Linked DNA regions of Gossypium hirsutum: all the other regions are linked to region 3. A link is a contact called in public Hi-C data. All regions are on one chromosome and are shown on one strand. Each heading gives the region's core, a stretch centred on a gene start, on an enhancer-like site or on the middle of the called end of the contact. The rest is flanking DNA. Distances are from core to core; before and after follow the strand shown. Region 1 has its middle 6.9 kb from the start of LOC107962440. Region 2 holds the start of LOC107962437. Region 3 holds the start of LOC107962444 (F-box protein At1g78100).

Region 1 (2,700 bases), core at 74-2,573, 160 kb after region 3:
AAAAAGATCACTAAAGAATTCAAAAGCAAGTTTTAGCATTGCATCATTCGAGGAAATTCTCCTACCATTCTTATTATCAAGCTCAGAAATTCTACCCCGCATTTGACGTTGCACAGCTATATTGTGAAAATAGCTAGTATTTCGGTCTCCATTCTTAAGCCAATTGACATGGGCTCGTTGCTCCCAAAACAATTATTCCTTGTCTGCCTCCAAATTAAGTCCTAGTTGGAGATCAAAAATTTCTGCTAAAATCTCGTCAAAGAGGTCCTGGTTATACAGGAAATTTAATCTATCTTCTAAATCTGCACAGACTTTGCTTTTCTCTTTTTTTTTTTTACTCCAACACTGAATCTGATAGCTCAAACTTTGAAGCTTAACCAGAATGCTTCCTGAACATTCAGTCCACCATTTTTCGACTAATCCTTCAAAAGAAGTATCCAAACACCACTTAGCCTCGAATCTAAAAGCCTTATCAATGAAGCGCTGATCCTTCTTGCCTTTCCCCACGGTATCCAAGAGAATAGGGCAGTGGTCAGAGAAGGAGTGACTCAAATGTTCAATCTAATAGCAAGGGAAAAGATTGACCCAGTCCAACGAAGTAACCCCACGATCCAGACGTTCCCTAATGTTATTACTTGAAAATTTTCCTCTCCCAAGTGAACCAGCGACCAATATAACCCAGATCATTACGATTACAATCCTCCAGTGTTAGTCGAAAAGCATCCATTTGACGTTCTGATCTGAGACGACCACATTTCTTCTCAAAAGAGCTGACAATCTCATTAAAATCTCCAAGAACGACCCAATGAATAGCTTGATCATGACTTAAGTGCCGAAGTAATTCCCAAGATTTCCTTCTATTCCTTTCCTCCGAATTACCATAGAACCCCGTTAAGCGCCAAGCAACATCACATTCATTATCCCTAATGTCAATGTCAATATAAAAAGAGGAAAAACTTCGAAGGCTAACCAAAGAGTTACCATTCCAACCCAAAGATGAACCGCCTCTTGACCCCATAGCTCCAAAATCAATCCCGTTCTCGAAACCGCATCTCAACCTGACTCTTTTCATCTATTTAGAACATAATTTTGTTTCCATAAGAAACAAAAGTTGGGGATTAATGGCTCGCAATTTGTTCTTGAGCCTTTTAACAGTTCATGGCCTCCCCAATCCACGAACGTTCCATCTTAGGATTTTTATTGTGCTCGGCTGCTCTGGTCACCAGAGCCAGCTGTTAAATCATAGGAACCACCTTCTGTATAGATACCCAAAGTGTCTAATGGGCCTGTCACAATTCTTTGACCCTTTTTTCCTTTTGCAAATTCTAATAGTTCATTTTCCTCTCCCAGGACAATATCCATGGGCCCTTGAGCCAACCCACCACTGTACAGACCACTTTTGCCCAGATTACGTCCATTAATATTCCCATTAATAAGATTTTATTGATTGGCCCTTGACGAGATTAGATTGGGATTTAACGTCTGATTCCCAAAATCGCTCCCTGATTTCCATCTAGAATCATTCTCCCAATTAAAGTTATTGCTTTGACTGACACTTCTCATGTTTACAGTACAGTAGTGCGACCCGTCAGCCTCGCACAACCACCTGCTCACCCCCGTATTCCGCCGCCTAGTTACCGCGCGCAGCGATAAATCCCATCCATAATTAATTTTTGAAGGCTCAATTTTTAATCGAAATGGACAAAAACTTTCCCCATGTCCGAGCTTTCCACAAATAAAGCAAAACATGTTTAACTTCTCATATTTAAAATGAACATAGACAGGCGAATTATCCCCCATTTGAATCTTCTTTTTACGTTTCAGCGGGGCTGTAACATCTAATCGAACACAGATACACATATATAAACTGTGGCCTAACGCCAAAGAAGATACATCATATTCAAGAAATTTCCCCAAAAACTCACCAAGCTTCTTACACATCAACTCAGACATCATCCCCGCAGGTAGATCATGAACATGAATCCAGAATTCAGTATAATTTAAAACCAACATTGAGGGGATTTCTCCTTTTTTTAATTCTTTGCAGTACTAACAGATGACCATTGAAGAACCGCGGAGTGCCAGAAATCACCTTTTGAACGTCAACCTCATTGAAAATTGGAAGAGATATTGTTTGTCCCCAAGATCCGATATGTAAACTCCTCCAATAGGGTGCCAGAGGTCCGCCATGGTATTGCGTAGCGAGGGTAAATGCACCACACTATCTGTTAAGCATCGCCCCACCAAACAGTGCTGGAAACTTTGATCATTCACTATTTCATCTCCTTGAAGCGCCTCTTCCTCTTCATCCAATAATCATAAATTTGCTAAGTCCTCTTCCATATCTTACCCAACCCAAACCCCGAAATCAAAATAGAACACTTAAAAGGAGAAAAAAAAACAGGAGCCACGCTAAAAAAAATTAAAAATGACAAAGGAAGAGCATGCCAAAAGGCAGACACAGAAAACGTGCCATAAGGCAGACAGAGAAAATATATTATGATAAATTTCACTTTTTAACCCAAATATTTTTAAATTTAATAAATACATGTTTTTATACTTTTTCAAATATGTATTATGTTAAACTCTCAAATAATTTATTCATGGTGACTAGTATATGCATTTATTTTTACAATTTGCATAATAAATGAACTACGAATCTAAAATTTCAATGTAATATCATTGAGCAAAGAATAAATG
Region 2 (2,700 bases), core at 22-2,521, 210 kb after region 3:
ACTGACCTTTTCCATCCCTTCACGGGAACCAGAAAGGCTCTCGTAGTTCTTATACTGTCTCAACCTCGTCTCACGATACTTGTCTCTAGTGAAATTAAGCCTCTCCCAAGGAATTCCTTGTATATCTTTTCCGTTTCTTGCTTCCACAGCTGATGTATCAGTTTTCGGCTTCTTCTGTTTCCGAGTAACGGCCATGCATAATCCAAAAAAGGTTAATAACATATTCTAGAATCTAAATCATTAGAATCAAAGCATAATCGTGAAAGACTTCTAAAAAAAGAACGTACTGATTCGAAATCGTCCTCAAAGTCGGAGTCAAACGAGACAAAATCAGCAGTGTCTCGCCGAGGCTCAGGTTCAGCGAAGAGATCGTCGTGCTCAAAATCATCGAAGTCGTAATAGTCATCGACAATATATTCAAGATCGTCGTTTTGAAAGTGTTCCATTGTTCTACAGTCAGGAAGCAATACAAGAAAGTTTTAGTGAAAAAAAAAACAGAGCGTTTAATGCATATATTACTGAATATCAATCAAAACAACACTGTAAAGAAAAAGGTTGTCAAATAAGGAATTCCACAAGAGAAATTACAAAAAAAAAAACTCATTCTTATGTAAGGAACAATTTAGAAAGGAAAAAGATCGCAGAAATCTATATAAACAAACACTCTTAAAGAAGGAAAAAGACTTTTAAAAAAGAGTCACAGAACAAGTCACTTATAAACGGTTTGCAAAAGTCATTCAAAAACATAAAGGAAATTGAAAAATAATGAATGTGAATACAGAACATACCTCAAAATAATGGTAGACGATAGATCAAGAAGATTCAAAGATCCTTGAATGCAAACGAACAGGCAGAACAAAGGAACACGAATTAAAAAGCACCAAACGAACGGGAATTGTAGCGGTTTTCCCGAGAAACAAACAGATGGAAATATAAACAAGAAAAGCGAAGAAGTTTTAACCACCGTAAGTACAGTTTAGAACTCGATGGAGAATCTAAAACAAAAAATGGAGCAAAAAAAGAACAAGCATTCAAGTGCAATTATGAAGGAAGAATACAGATAGATGCTTTGTTGTTTTAGAGGGTTTAGCGCAAAGGGCAATGGAGACTGTCCCCGTAGCGATACTTATAGCATTGAGCGGTGAAGACGGGGAGGGCGGGTTTGGGTAGGCAACGAGGTAGTGAGACAGTGGACCCCAAGACCGATGGGCTCTAACGGTTAAAAAAATGAAACTAAGACATGGAATGCCGTGTGCTCTGTAAGGGGCCCACTCTCAACTGCCTGAATTTTAGTGGCCAACTTTGCCGCGGTTACGGTAGTTGTGGATATACCTCCATGGGAGTCATTAAATTATTTATTAACATAAATTTATGCTCTAATTTACAATTTTTATCAAATTAATTTTTATTTTTAATTAAATTAAATTATTAATTTTTTTAAAAAAAGTTAAATCGGATTTAACAAAAATATTAATAAAAATATAAATATTATAATGATATTCTCAAAACAACCTACATAACCGTCTATAAATATTATATATATTGATATAATATTATTTATTTTATATATCACGTTAATAAATTTACTTTTTACTTAAAAATTAAAAGAAATTGTAAAAAGTTAGATGTTTTTAAAATTTTACTTTAATATGAATCTCTTCCGAGTATCCCAAATTATTAGTGTAACTTTTTTCTTAGATTTTTTCTTTTTCTTTCTTTAGCCACTTAAGTAAGTTTGGATATATTTAGTAAAATATTTGCCATCTAAGAGAGGGAAAGTATTTTACCTACTGTATACACCAATAAGGTAATAACATTATATTGTTGGGCCCATCTGCCTATGTGCAGTCCACTAGTTACGATATTGTATGCCCACGTGTTTGCCTCACATCTCAACTTTAAAAATCTTGGCGCTCTCTACACTCTCCACGTTGCTAATAGTATTGACGACACGAGTCCCTCGATTTCCCCGTCATATCACGTCGTTAAAGTAAAATGGCTTAACCATGGTTAGTTTTTATGATGGTGGATTGGTTGGTGAGGGGTATTTCGTCCACCGCTTTCTTTCCTTTTTCTTTTGGATTTTGTCCCTTTAGGTCAGTTCGGTCAGTTAAATAAATTAAGGACCCACCATGGGGAGTGGTGCTCTTGAGGGTTTTTTTTAATTTGTATCCAAAGTTTTTATATTATAAGTCAAATTTTAAATTATTATTTAATTTTGAATGTTTTAATTGTGTATTTAAAATATTATTTATTTATTTATTTTCATTAGTCTAACGTTAATTTGAAGATTAAAAGTCAAATGAAACCACTTGTATGACTAAAAGAAATTGTAAATTTAACATATAAACATATTTAAAATATTAAAAAGTGTTATTAAAATTGTGTTTTTAATATATTATGATATATTATTTTATTTTTATATATTATATACTTTAAATCACATAAAAAATCAAAGTTAATAGATTATATTATGCAATAAATTTAAAATATATTAAGGTGCTTCTAAAATTTTTTTTATCAAGTTAAGTTCTGAACTTGACAATTATTCACACATTAGGGTTTAAGTTCTTTTTTGTTCAAGTTAGTCCTTAATATTTTCTTGAAAGTCCTAAAATTAAACCCCTAATGTGAGAAAAATTGTCAAACTTAGGTCCCTAATATAAGAACAATTAGTAAGTATAGGGACCAATTGAAAAA
Region 3 (2,700 bases), core at 125-2,624:
TCGTATATTGGTGTATTATTGTCCTTGCATCCAATGGTACCCTCCTTCCTTCAACTTTCTAAATTTGTATTGCTTCATACATTTCATTCTTCCTTACAAAAATATCCATATCTGAAAATATAATTTTTGCTAAATAAAATATTTTTAAGAAGAAAAAAAAATAAAGTAGAAAATTTTAACTTTGGGGAAGAATGATGGCAGAGGGCATTTATTACACAAGAATTGCATTGTCCAATCGTATTTTCTTTTTCCATTTTGGTATATAAACAAAGCTACATACAGTGGAGTATATACATACAAATACAAATACTAAAACGAGTTCATTTCCAGAAGATAGCTCCTCGCCTTAAGCAATTCCCTGACAGCATCCCCATATACGCCATTCCCGAAAGCCTTCACTGCCAAATCAGCATCTTCCACGTCAGCTTCCCTCCCATTGTGGGTCCAATCTTTCACCGCCCTTACCACCACCAGCGTCGCACCCAATCTTGGCTTATGCCTCATCCTCATCCTTACACTCGGGACCACTGTCCTCCCTCGCTCCTCCTCTTCTTCCTCCATCCTCACGTGACTCTCACGTGCCTCCCTCCACTCCCTCAGCCCTTGTTTCTCCATTACCACTTCCCCTTCCCCTTCCCTGTCCGTTATAACTAACTCTTCCATCCCCTTGTGTTCCCTAACCACTTCCCGTAACAGGAAATGCCTAACGGAAGCAGCCATCAGCGCGCTTATCGTCCACATCATGCGCCTCTTCAACCCTCCCGCGAACTCCGTTTCGTAATTCCCGTCATGACCCAAACGGAACCCAAATATGACGCAGGTTTTCAACGTCTCGCCGAACTCCGCTCTCCACTTAACCACCGTGCCTTTCTCTAATTGAAGATCCCCGGCCGGTAATTCCACGTGGAGTTCCCTGATTCGTTGGAACCGGGAGAGGATTTGAGCCGGGTAAGTGTGCGTCCGGTTCGGGAGTGGACTCTGTGTAGGCTTGGGGAGGATGAAATTGAAAAAGGACTTGAGGAGGGTGAGGAACAGCGAGTCGGAGTCTGACTCCGACGAGATGACGCGGTCGATTTTCAAGAGGATCGAATCAGTTTGCGGTACGAGAGAGTTGAATCGTTTGGAGACGGAACGGCAACGTATCAGGCTTTTGACGTCGGAGACTGAGTTGAAGATCAGGAGGATCAGAGAATCCGGTAGCTGATCAAAGCCGTCCATATTTTTTTCTTCAGTTTTTGGTTCATGCTTGGCAGTTCGATATTTATATAAATTGAAAAAAAAAAGCTTTGAAGTTAATGATAAAAGAAATAAAAACAAAAGGTTTAAATTGCTCTCAGTCTCTGTAGTCTTCAGAGTTTTGAACCTTAGTCCCTATGTTTTTTATTTCTAGAAGTTTAATCTTTTTACTTGCCTAATATGAAAATTAAAGTTCATTTATTCAAATTTAAAAGAATTAAATTAAAAATATTATCAATTAAATTTTAATTTTAACATCAAACAAGTAAAGGGACTAAACTCTTGAAATTGAATTTTAAGGGACCAATATTTAACTGTATAAGAATACAGGGACTGGAGCATAATTAGACAAAAATAAAAGGCATTAAGGAGTGGTGGAGTACGTTTGACCGTTGACCTGTAAAACAGTTGGGCCCCTAATAAATTTTGGCGGGTAATGCGTCATGATCAAAAAATGTAGCGTTGTCGTTTTAATTATCCCATTGAGTCTCTCGTTTGATTTTTTTTTTTGATTAAGATTATAATTTATTTATGTTGAATTTAAAAGATTTTCTTTGATCACTTTGAAACAAGGGCATTAAAAACAATATTTTGGCTAATAAATTTCTGAAATCATGATCAAATCAACCAAGGTTTATTTAAATTTGTAATGTTTTAAAAAATATTAATTACACTATTAAAGTGAGGTTGGTCTTGGACTCTCAATGGAAGGTATTGTTTTCGTATTGAGGTTTTGTCTCATATTGTAGGAAGTATCTCGATTGATGTAGATACGACTTACAAACTCACGAGAGAAGTGTAAGAATCATGTGAAATATAATTAATTGTACATATTGTGTTTACAAGAGATAGGACTATCAACCCAGGCTTAAATGTCTTTCCTTAATATACTTGATACTACCTAACCTTCTTTGGACTTCTTTCTGCTTTCGAACCTTACAAAAGCCTAAATTTTGTGAACTCTTTTAAACTCTCTTCAAAATTGGAAGATAAAAACTGAAGTTAAAATAAAATATAATCAATCCAAGAATAATACTTAGATTGTTGAAGAAGTAAGACACTCTAAAATAAACACTTGGCTTCAATATATATTATTTCTGGAGATGAATCTCATAGTACATAAATAAATAATTAAAGGCTACCCCGCAAGTTGTTAAGATTGTCCAATCAAGAAAAAAAGTATTGTTTAGTTCGATGGAAGTCATGTATTAAATAATAGACAATATCTTGTAGATTAGTTTAAAGGGTAATTAATTTTCTAAAACTCCAACCATATCCAAGAATATCATTAAACACCATTGACTCAGGGCTAGTTTGGATGGGCGGTGTGTTTACCTTCGGTGAGGTTAAAAATAGCAGTGGCGGTGAGATTAGTTACTGTAGCGGTGAGATTGGATACTGTAGCGGTGAGATTAGAAACAATGGTGGAGTGTGTGTTTGGATTCAAACGCAGCTGTAGCTGTG

What was found. A called contact is a pair of places that touch in the nucleus more often than the background predicts.
Region 1: a contact with region 3 is called in a Hi-C map of leaf, with 2.3 times the contacts expected there. The contact joins the enhancer-like site here to the promoter of LOC107962444 in region 3. A contact is called at or near these places in 4 of 34 Hi-C or Micro-C datasets (callus, hypocotyl and leaf).
Region 2: a contact with region 3 is called in a Hi-C map of leaf, with 2.0 times the contacts expected there. The contact joins the promoter of LOC107962437 here to the promoter of LOC107962444 in region 3. A contact is called at or near these places in 3 of 34 Hi-C or Micro-C datasets (anther, hypocotyl and leaf).

Annotation. Positions count from the first base shown.
Region 1 is chrA06:5,157,683-5,160,382 of Gossypium_hirsutum_v2.1, forward strand. No RefSeq gene overlaps it. Among protein-coding and RNA genes, the nearest start is that of LOC107962440, 6.9 kb to the right of the region's middle. Within about 2 kb of position 1,324, at least 9 of the 9 cell types and tissues checked have an H3K27ac peak or open chromatin away from gene starts, as enhancers often do. A contact at or near this core is called in hypocotyl and leaf, where this site is marked.
Region 2 is chrA06:5,206,128-5,208,827 of Gossypium_hirsutum_v2.1, forward strand. LOC107962437 reads right to left here and starts at 1,272. Exons shown (of 10, transcript XM_041114962.1): 1 at 789-1,272; 2 at 288-450; 3 at 7-171. The coding sequence starts at 446.
Region 3 is chrA06:4,995,206-4,997,905 of Gossypium_hirsutum_v2.1, forward strand. LOC107962444 (F-box protein At1g78100) reads right to left here and starts at 1,375. Exons shown (of 1, transcript XM_016898841.2): 1 at 154-1,375. The coding sequence starts at 1,218. The coding sequence ends at 310.